3 separate regions of the Mus musculus genome follow, and regions 1 and 3 are each linked to region 2. The links are chromatin contacts, called in public promoter capture Hi-C maps. All regions are on one chromosome and are shown on one strand. Each heading gives the region's core, a stretch centred on a gene start, on an enhancer-like site or on the middle of the called end of the contact. The rest is flanking DNA. Distances are from core to core; before and after follow the strand shown. Region 1 has its middle 16 kb from the start of Rfx8. Region 2 overlaps Map4k4 (mitogen-activated protein kinase kinase kinase kinase 4). Region 3 has its middle 16 kb from the start of 1700066B17Rik.

Region 1 (3,437 bases), core at 140-2,639, 230 kb before region 2:
GCCCCGGCAAGGACCTCACCTCTTCCCACTGTCCAGGCAGGCTTTCCTCAGTGGCCCCTCAGAGGCTCGGGAGGCTGGAGTTCTGTGTGCCCACTCTTTCCGTCTCCATTCTTCTCTATTCCACACTTTCCATCTCTCATATTCCTAGGGTTGGGGTGATGAAGATCAGAGTGAAACTAACGTAAAACCTGACTGAAGTGCTCCGTGATGTCACCCTGTCACGGTGGCTCAAAGCACCCATCTAGTACTAAGGCTGGGATGCCTGTCCTCCTCCCCCACTGCAGAGCACCCACGTGGAGACCTGGTCCCATCCTTAGCCCCAAGACAAACAGAAACTTGTTAAAAAAAAACTTTCATGTCTACTAGTCTATGGAATAAGTATTTTATCTATCTATCTATCTATCTGTCTGTCTATCTATCTATCTATCTACCTATCTATCTATTTATTTATTTATTGTTGGACAGGTTCTAACTTTGTAGCCCAGGCTGACCTCAAACTCAAAGTCCTCTGCCCCAGCCTTCAGTGACATGATTATAGGTATGCACACCCATGCCCCTGGGCTTGGATGTATCTATTGTTTTATAAATGGGATCCCTGTGAATGTAAGCAGTTTGCTCACAATGTATCATTGTCATCATTTCAATGGTAACTAAGTCTGGGATCACATACACAGGTTCTGTCCTTTACATAAACTTCCCTTTGCGCCCAGTCCACTTCTCTTTCTCCTGGTTTACTGGTGTCCACACTGCTTCAGCTAATCTGCCTTTGTGCTGAAAGCCCTCCCAAGGGGCTCCCAGTTTCAGCCTTGCCCTGCCTGTGGCTCATGTGTGTCAGCATTGCACAGATAAGACTCTAACACACACCCTGTGCTTCACTCTTTGCCAGAGTGACAAGGACTAGTCTGGTGGTCATCCAGATATATACTGATATCCAGCATGTGTCCGTGTGGGCCAAGTAAGGTTCCATAGCATGGCTGAGGAAAAAAGTCTTCTACCCAGAGGTGGTAGAACCAAAAGCTGTGTGTTTTTAAGGCACCGTTGGTTTGTGTGTGTGTGTGTGTGTGTGCCTTTTGCTGTAACATTGAAGCTTCAGTTTCTCAGGGTGGGGGTGGTGCTTTTGTTTGGAGCCACCAGGAGCTGACACTTGTCACTTGAACTTCCTGACTTTGTTGGCTCTGCCAGGCATGCAGGGGCCTTTGCGTTTGATTTCCTCTGTGAGGAAGAAAAACAAAACAAAACAAAAAGTCTCAATTTATCATGGGACCCAGCACAGGAAAGCTTGCACAATAGACCCCAAGCTCCCTCACTTGGGAAAGCTGTCTCAGCCCGGGGAAGAGAGCTCCTCAAATCCAACAAAGGCCACTTTTCTTCCTGGAGAAAGCAGCTCTGCCTGTAGCTGGGAGACATTCACGCGGAGGCGGCTGATGGTTCAGTGGCTCTGTGAACCCACAGGCCAGTCAAGGAAGGAAGGAAGGCAGTTAGGGTCCCCTGGGGAACAGAGCCATTTTACTGGGGCCACTGGAGGACAGCAGCAATGAATTACGACTTCTCTGGCTAATCCGAGTGTTTGAAAACATAGTGAGGCCATCAAGTGTTTAGGAGGAAGCCAGAAGCCCCAGACCTGAGTCAGCAGATTAACATCTGCCCTATCTTGTTTGCCCCTCCCTCTCTTATAGTCAGTAAAGAGTGCGCTTTGTGGCTCCACCCACAATCCCACCCATTGGCCCTTCTCAAGGCTGTCTAGTGCAGTTGGTTAACCATCCGGATCTCATTACAAAGCCTTAAGAACCTTCCTCCCCTTTCTTACCTCTTTTTGGATTAACTTAATATTTTCATCACTTCATTTCGAAAAAATCCTTGAAAAAATGGCAGCAGTAACTGTTCTTCTGCTGTTAATAATAACTACAGAAAGTATGGCACAAACAGTTATCCTCTTGGAGTCTAAATCGGTCCAGCAGCCTCGCACTGACGATGGAAGCGCATAAACGCTCCCTTTTGCTCGTTTGCCTTTCCACACCCGCCTAGCCTGAGACGCCATCAATTTCCACATTTCTCCAGCCCCACTGTCAACCATAAAGCTGTGGCCCAGTTACCTACCTACCTAGTCTATTCTGTTGTTTCCTTTATGGCGGCTCGATCTACCATCGCTCTCCTACCTAAAATCCATCCTTTAGGATTAGCCTAGTTGATAATCCATTCTTGGAAAGCCTAGTTTTTGTTTCTAAATATGTCTTATCTTCCCACTTTCTTGAACTGTGTTTACACTGGTCTAAAAGTCCTTGATGGCGCTTACTGCCTTTGGCACATAGACGGTGGGCTCCACCATCTTCTCTCTCCCATGAGCCACTGGGAAGTTTGGCATCTGTTTACAAGTGATGTGCCTTGTTGTTTTTAACCCTTTTGCTCCTCTAATAGTGTGGTCTGTGTGCATTGCCCTCCAGTTTCACAATAATGGAATTCGGGGCACATTTCTTAAACTTGGTTTAGTTTGGGAATGGTTAGGTCTCTTCAATCTTACAGCTTAGAGTCTCCCTTTGGTTGTGAGAAACTCAGCCACTGTCTCCAAATGTCTCTCCTGTCCTTTTGGGGATGTTACCACGTGACAATAGATTGTCACTTTTTAAATCTGCTTTTATATATTTTCTTTTATTTTGGTTAACATGTGGATTTTAACTTTGTTGTTTTGTTTTGTTTTTGAATTGCAGCACATACTGTTTTAGAATCCACCAGAGAGCTGAACATAGAGGCGTTGGCAGCTGGGTGCCTCTAATTACCGGCTGTGTTTTGGTCACTTGACAATTTATCTTTGGGGACTTACCTGTCTTAGACAGAGGAAGGCACGTCTCTTCTGGAGAGAGTCCTTAGGTGTGGCAGGACCTTATGAGTACAGAAGTATAAATTCAGAACACGAACTTTTTGGACCACACAGAAAATCTGCTTGTGGTCATGATTCTGTAGGGAAAGCGCGATTGTCTTTGCCTTGCTTGGTATTGATTGAATATTCCTTAAAGTCTTTTTTTGCTGGAAGTTTACTTAAGGATCAACTTAAAATTTGTTGATTTTAGCTTTATGAAGGGAGGGTCCCCTGAGACCAGGCCACTCTGATGATGTCCAGTGTTGATTTTTATCCACCGTCCTGTGAGGCCCATGGTCGATGCCTTCAAAACGCAGGTGTTAGAATTCCTCTTGCCCACTTAGAATCTTGTCAGTTCTGTGCTGCTTTAATATATATTTAAAAAACATCCCATATGTTAGCCTTCACTGACTTTGAGTAAGAATACTATTTCTCTGCATTTATTGAGAGAATCACATGATGCTTCGCCTTTACATTGGACACATGTGGCAGTAGAAGGAGGTGTCCCCTGTAACTCGCCGCCATTTGAATACTTGGTCCCTAGCTGCCGTTCCAGCTGCCATGCCTGCCTGACGCCATGCTT
Region 2 (3,363 bases), core at 587-3,086:
TGTTCTGCATTGTTGCAGAAGGGCCACTCTTAAAGTGGAGTCCTTAAAAGTAGTTACGTTTACGATAGCAGGGTGGTTCCTAGTTGCTTCAGAGAGTAGGGGTTAACCACACGCACCCTCCGCATCGGTGAGAAAGGAGAATGATAACACAGGGGTTTTATTTTTTTTTTTTGTTTTTTGTTTTTGTTTTACATACAGAGTGGTATGAATAAGCTACACAGTTTAGGTCCTAGATCAAAGATTACAGTTATGATGTCATTTTGCTTGTCCCTGAACCTTGAATACTTCCTCTTCTCAGGATAACAGTCTCCATACACCATACATTGACTTTTGGGGACATTCAATATAATTTGTGAAATCAAGTAGTAACTATTGGGGTCCACTAGGAAGATTCAGTTACCATTTATGGCATAAAGGAAATATCTAGAGGGCTTTCTAGTTTTGTTTTGTTTTTGGCCATTGAAGAAAAGGTTGAGGCTGATATATAGAAAAACAGATTACTTAAGTTGATTGGTGTCAGGGAAGATGGCTTCCTGGCTTGATTGCCAGCCCCTCCATATATCCAAGGGGATCTGAGGTCCTCACCTGGCTTTCATGGGCTCCTGAACACATGTAGTGTAAATAAGCTCACACGTACACACATGGACACATAAGTTTAACAAAAGTCTTTTGAGAAACTTGGAGATAGTTTGATAGTACATCAAACGTATCAGAAAAAGAATTGATATTTTATCCGAATTCATTCGATCTTCTGTCTTTGTTTTTATCAGCTCCGTTGTTCTATTATGAGCATGCACTTAAAAGCATGTTACCTTTTATTAGTAACAGAAAAGGCGCGGGGGAGGCTGGGTTAGAGACTTTAGCCACTTCCTCTGAGGAACCGTCGTGAGTGTCGGTACTGACCAGTCTTTGTTTTCTGTGTCTCCAGGGTCGACATGTTAAAACGGGTCAGCTGGCCGCCATCAAGGTTATGGACGTCACCGAGGTAAGGTTGGACCACACTTGTTGATGAAGACATCGTGACTTTCAAGTTCTTCCGGCCCTGGTACTTCTGCCCTCCTTGGCACATTTAGAGATAGTGATCACCTAAGCACATGGCTTTGCTCTGGTGTTGGCTCAAGGTCCAGCAGCAGGCCAGGCGACTTGAGTTGTTGAGATAGTCCTAAGTAACTAAGAATCTCATTTGCTTAATGCATTTTTGATTTAAACCACCAACCCGCAGCAACCCTCCTCCATCGGAGTGATGTCATCTTTGGCCACAAAATGGGCTGTAATTGGAAACATCTTCACTAATAGAAAGGAAAATGTTGGGGGAGGGATCATGGAGGTCACATGCGCAGTGATTAAAGGGAAAGCTCCCTTGGGGTATTAGACCACATCTGTGCCATTTCTTTTATTTTTTATATTGAGAAAAGAAAACATGGAGCCAAGTTCCCAGAGGCTGGAAGACAGCAACATCTGTTAGAATGTCGAGTAGATTGTTGCCATAATTTAATGACAAAAGATAGTTCTTTCAATAGTCAATGAGGATTTACTGTGCAGCTTCAGATGGGAACCGAGAACCGAGTCAAACAAAAAGTGAGCCCACACATGCACACCCACACACTCACACACATGCACACATGCACACCCACACACACACACCTGAACACACGCACACTGCGCACTCGGGACGTGCCTCTGTGAGTGCATCCTTCATCGGGTATGAGGAGCTAGAGCTGCCTCATTTTAAGCTATTTTAATGTTTCCTCTCTTGCACTTGCTGCCTTTGACTCAGTGTTGAATCAGATCCAGCCCCAAGTTGTAGAAAGAGCTCAGCAGCAGCCTGAGGAGCTTGCAGGGTCTTTACGTCACACCATCATTTCCCTAAACCCAGGGATTACTGAGGAAAGTGAGGGCTATATAAAGACCGTGTCTAAAAAGTAAGTTAGCCTTAAGCTTGGCTATTTATGAATCCAGAGTTTAGTTCCTTTCTGGGCTTCGTGCTTTCAGCCTGGGCTGTGTTCCCTGAGTAGCCGCTGTAGCCTCCTGGTGCCTTACTTCACGCCACAGATGGATTTCAAGTCTGACCCTCCTTCTCTAAGGCGGAGCCTGGTTATAAATGTGTAATATGCAGAAAGTGAAGCATACAGGAGAGTGCAATGAAAAATCAAGTCCTTCCCTTTTCTGACAGGAGCCCTTCAGTGTATTTCTCTTCAGTCCTGTCTCTATGAGACATGTATAAAGTACATGCTCACGTGGACATGTGCTACGTGCTCTGTGTTATTCTTGCTGTTCTCTGTGCTGGGGATTAATGAGGCCCTTGTGTACCCAAGCTAGAGTAGTGCTGTACTACTGTGCTACAAACCATAGTTTCTTGCTTGAAAAAGAAGGCAGCATTGGACAGGTGATTGACTATTTGTAGAGCTCCTTTAAAAGCAATTAATGGGAGCTCGTTTATTCCAGTAAAGTCAAAAGTGATGCTTAAAGACCAACGGACAATCAACCATCGAGTCTGTTAGCTCCTCAGTGATGTTTCTCACATTTTCTTCTCTCAGAATGACCTCTGCTGTGGCCTGGGGCTCGGAGAGGATCCAGAGGAAGTGTTGATTGTGAATAAAAGACCTTGGACTGCTTCAGCCTGCCCCAACATCAAGGCTTCTGGGCTTATGATGCTGGGGCCTGGGTGGCAGATAGGAGAGGTCTGCAGCTGAGCTGCAGATGTCAGCTCTGGGAGGGGAGGGCTCAAGGAGAGGGCTGTCTTGATGAGAGTCAGATTATCTGCTTTCCCTTTCGTCTCAGGGACACAGGTGCAGGAGCTAATTCCTGGGAAAGTCACAGACAGGCGTGTGCCTTATTAGCAAGGACTGGGTGTTGGTTAGCAGGCTCAGCGGGCAGGAACAGTGTGGGTGGGAAGGCCATGGTATGGTGATCTTGTTGGAAGCCTGAGTGAATCTAGCTCCATCACTAGCTGCAGTGAGTGAGGATGTGGGCCTACATCACTAGTGAGCTTGGTTATTTGAAGAACCTGGACATGACGCTATGGGAGGGACTAAGGGGTGTTCGAGGGAGGCATCTCTTCATAGATGTGTACACGATCCTGTCTGGGAGCTTGTAGTGTTGAGAAGAGTATTGCTATTTAATCAGGGCTTGTTGCCATTGGGCTGTTATCCCCTGCCTTGTAATGTAAGTTCTTAAGTTTCGTTTGTATATATGCAAGGGCTTATAGACATGAGGTACCCATTTGTATTTATGTAAGAGCTATATAGATGCGAGTTACCCATTTGTATTCAGGCAAGGGTATATATGTGAGGTATTCATTTGTGTGTATAAGAGCTGTATAGATGTGAGTTATCCATTTGTATTTACATAAGGGCTGTATAG
Region 3 (3,475 bases), core at 509-3,008, 130 kb before region 2:
CATGAACAAACGCTGCAGCCTGGTAGGGTGCAGCGACACCAGGCACTCAGAAACCAGAGCCTTCGAGCCTGGCTTCCTCCCTTCATTTCCTTGCTCATTCCTTCAAAGGCTTACAGGCATCTAACTATTCAAGGTAGAGATGCCAGCATGGATATGCCATCGCTCTTGGATTTGGTATATGGCTCCATGGTAGAGCACTCATCCCGCACAGGGGAAGCTTGGGTCCCTTCCCCAGTGCTCCTGAGCTACAACTGTCCAGGCTCTTCTTGTTAGCTGTAACTGAATCTCTTAAGTAACAATTCAAGATTCCTACTGCCCAAAGAATAGGACCCAGATGTCCTCCAACAGTGCACAAGCTCCACCCACCCATGGTCTTGATGACATGGCACGAGTCTCTGCCCTTGTCTAAGAGCAGACAGGTCTGGCCTGGTCAGAGGACAGGCAAGAGAGGCCCAGAGGAACTAAATAACTTGTTCATGATTCCACAGCTTATAATTCCTGATGCCTACATGTGAGGCTGGGTGCTCTGGCCTCATCACATGGTCTTTAAGAAATCCTATTGATCTTTAAGTCTTTTCGCCCTGTTCCCTGATCAGTCTTCTGCGCTCTCACATCTTTTCCCTGTTGACCTGTCTCTGAAGCAAACTCACAAGGCTGCCTTCTCTGTGCAGAGTTCTGTGCCCTGCTCCCCAGCATTGACCTTTGACCTCCAGCACCCCTCCCTCTAACCCCCCGCCCTCCAGCAGCCACCGCCAGCTGGACCCTTGGGACTGCTCCTAACAACCTCATCTTTCACATCTTTGTTCATCTCCTCCAGAATCTGTGACATTTGTCATCCCAGACAGTGTTGAATCAGCACCAAGAAAGACTTTAAATCCCAACAAGGGCCATCCCTGTGCTCTGGGTTAGCTATGGCCTGGCCCCTCCAAACTTGTGCAAAAACCATTGTAATATTATTGAAAGATGGGATTGTTCAAGGGCAGCTTGCTTCTTGGGGGCTCCAACCTCATAAAGGAATTACTGGGAAGTTCCTGGTCCAGTGTGTCCCATATTCTCTTTGTAATTATTCACTTTTGTAACTGCATGAAGTGTCATGTGCCCCCGCCTTCAGAAGCTGAGCAGGTACTGGCACCATACACTCAGACTGACAGAACTATGAGCCACAATAAATGTCTTTCTTTTATAAATGAACCAGTCTCAGGTATTCTGTTATAGTAACAGAATACAGGCTAAGGCACGATAGTAAAAGTCTATAAAATTACAATGAGAGGTCTCTGTGCCCTGTGGTAGCCTAGCAGAAGTTTCTAGAAGGGTTGGTTCTTGGGTAGACCTTAGGGGCTGAGCAAGACATGTATAGCTAAAGATGACCAGGAGGGTAGCTAAGACTGGGCAAATGGTATGCACAAGCCTGAGACTCCAGGGTGCAGGGTGTCTCCGGAGCTGGACATTAATCCAATGAACAAAGCTGGACCTCAAGAAAGACAATCAATAATCTGTATGCCAGAAAATCAAACTCGTCCCCCAAAAAGACCCCTCCCCCAGGAGGCCACGAAAGCTTTGCTTCTTAAGTAAATCCAGAAAACCCAAGTACCTCAGGGATGGAGGGAAAAGATTCCAATTTAGCCAGGTTTGGAATTTTAAAATACCTTTTATTGGATAATATGGTACATAATTAACCACAGAGTTAGACCTGCTCTGAATTAGGTCCTGTTTCAAATACATCGATGTGAGCATGGGAATATGTTACTGCTTTCTCCTTGCAACCAGGCCATCTGAGTCATTGCCATGGATCCCATCCCCAGCCAGAGATCCCAGCCAGGGCCATTCTGGGCCCACCAGTCAACAGTAAGCGCCTCCTGGTCCTCCTTGTCCAGATACAAACAGTCCTGCTGAGTCCAGGATCCAGCCAAGGAAGAGGGCACCAGCTGTACACAGTGAGGCTGTCCTGAGATGGTCTGGGATGAACTTGCATGAGGTTGGTGGAGAATTGCAAGAAGATAGATGCCAGTGGCCATGGATGTCTCTGTAAAACAGAGCAATGGATTAGGGATCGTGAACGCACATTAACTAGATTACACGGTCTCCAGTAATCTAGTTTACTCATAATGTACCATTCTTCTGCATGAATTTTAGAAACATAAGGAATGCATAAATATAATTCTAGCTGCTGTATTAAATTTCCACTTTTCCCCAAGAAGACCCCAGACTCACCATAGCATCTTGGAGCATGTGGGAGAACCCCCGAACCCCGCCCTCACTCTCTCGACAGCCCTCACCGACAGAGATCTGATTACAGCTGTAAAGATTGTCATAAAATGAGCAGTAAATCCTTCTGGTTGTTTCTTGTGTTTGCCTTGGATTCTTCCCAGATAAAAATCAGCCAACACTTAGGCTGCCGCCCTTTCATCTACAAGTGGCCATCCGTGACCTCTGCCTCATTTAAGCTCATTCTGTAAATGAGAAAACATCACTTCGTGAGTTTTATTGATTTGCCTAAGGTGGCAAAAATTCCTAAGCAATGACATCAGGCCCAAATCTAGAATGGAGGTGTCCAGTGTGTTCTATTCCTTTTAAGACTGTCAGAGACCCCGGACCCACTTGCAGCCAATCTATTGCTATGTCTGATGGTGTTCTGTTTTGATGTAGCCATATACAGTTTCAGTAGACTGGCCTCTGATTCATTAATAGCATGCTGCATTTCACATAGACTCTAATCAAATATTTATTCCCATTTCAATGTTTTATGTTCATGTTTAGGGGCTGACACATGTTCTTCCTGATCTAAGATACGGCTGTGGATCTTTCAAAGGTCATGAGCCCAAGCACCCAGACCAGAATGCCTTACAGCAGGAAAGAGCCTGGAGCACCGGGCTGTGACTGAGGGCTGAGACTGAAATCGCAGAGGCAGGTGGAGGTGGCTGTCACTGACCTAGCTGGGCTGGAGCTGAAGTGCAGGGTCTGGTTGATCTCTGGCCTTCTAAGCCCAAGGTTCATCTCTACAGATTTTCTTTGAATAGCTTGGTAGTTCCTCTGAGAGCAGGCAAGACAGGCATGCTATTACACTGTTAGTCTACGTAGCCAGCTCAGCTTCCAGCGAAACGTCAAAGATGACCATAGAGTTTCCTTTGCCAGAGTACAGACTGCTCTTGTAGAGGACCTTGAGTTTAGTTCCCAGCTACTCCTGGTTGACTCCACCCCCAGAGGGAAGAGGAACACAGGTAAGAGAGGAGCCCTCCTGTTTCCATGGACACTAAGAATCCTTTCACAAGCTTGGCATGAAGACTGTTTCTTCCAGATCTCCTTGTGTTTAAAACATATTCCTAACAATTCTGCCTAGTTTGGGTTTGTGTGAAACAAAACATTTTAAATGCACTGGCCGGGACACTCAGCTGTTTAAAAGTGTAGCACTTCAAACCCTTTGGGTGGGGTGGGGGAAAGAGACCAGTTCTATGGGATTGTATCAAATTAAGGTGCA

What was found. Capture Hi-C pulls out chosen DNA fragments and counts their contacts.
Region 1: a contact with region 2 is called in a promoter capture Hi-C map of adipose tissue. The contact joins two enhancer-like sites. A contact is called at or near these places in 1 of 484 Hi-C or Micro-C datasets (bone marrow-derived macrophages), 12 of 115 datasets of contacts at active chromatin or transcription factors (CD4 T cells, DN3 thymocytes, the HPC-7 cell line and 8 more) and 3 of 9 other capture datasets (adipose tissue, liver and pancreatic islet).
Region 3: a contact with region 2 is called in a promoter capture Hi-C map of adipose tissue, with 2.6 times the contacts expected there. The contact joins two enhancer-like sites. A contact is called at or near these places in 4 of 484 Hi-C or Micro-C datasets (CD4 T cells, double positive thymocytes, embryonic fibroblasts and 1 more), 2 of 115 datasets of contacts at active chromatin or transcription factors (microglia and regulatory T cells) and 3 of 9 other capture datasets (adipose tissue, embryonic stem cells and liver).

The regions. Positions count from the first base shown.
Region 1 is chr1:39,734,857-39,738,293 of GRCm38.p6, forward strand. No RefSeq gene overlaps it. Among named protein-coding and RNA genes, the nearest start is that of Rfx8, 16 kb to the left of the region's middle. Within about 2 kb of position 1,390, at least 135 of the 459 cell types and tissues checked have an H3K27ac peak or open chromatin away from gene starts, as enhancers often do. A contact at or near this core is called in adipose tissue, where this site is marked.
Region 2 is chr1:39,961,250-39,964,612 of GRCm38.p6, forward strand. Map4k4 (mitogen-activated protein kinase kinase kinase kinase 4) reads left to right here. Exons shown (of 32, transcript NM_001252200.1): 3 at 929-985. Among named protein-coding and RNA genes, the nearest start is that of Map4k4, 62 kb to the left of the region's middle. Within about 2 kb of position 1,837, at least 40 of the 459 cell types and tissues checked have an H3K27ac peak or open chromatin away from gene starts, as enhancers often do. A contact at or near this core is called in adipose tissue, where this site is marked.
Region 3 is chr1:39,829,278-39,832,752 of GRCm38.p6, forward strand. No RefSeq gene overlaps it. Among named protein-coding and RNA genes, the nearest start is that of 1700066B17Rik, 16 kb to the right of the region's middle. Within about 2 kb of position 1,759, at least 13 of the 459 cell types and tissues checked have an H3K27ac peak or open chromatin away from gene starts, as enhancers often do. A contact at or near this core is called in adipose tissue, where this site is marked.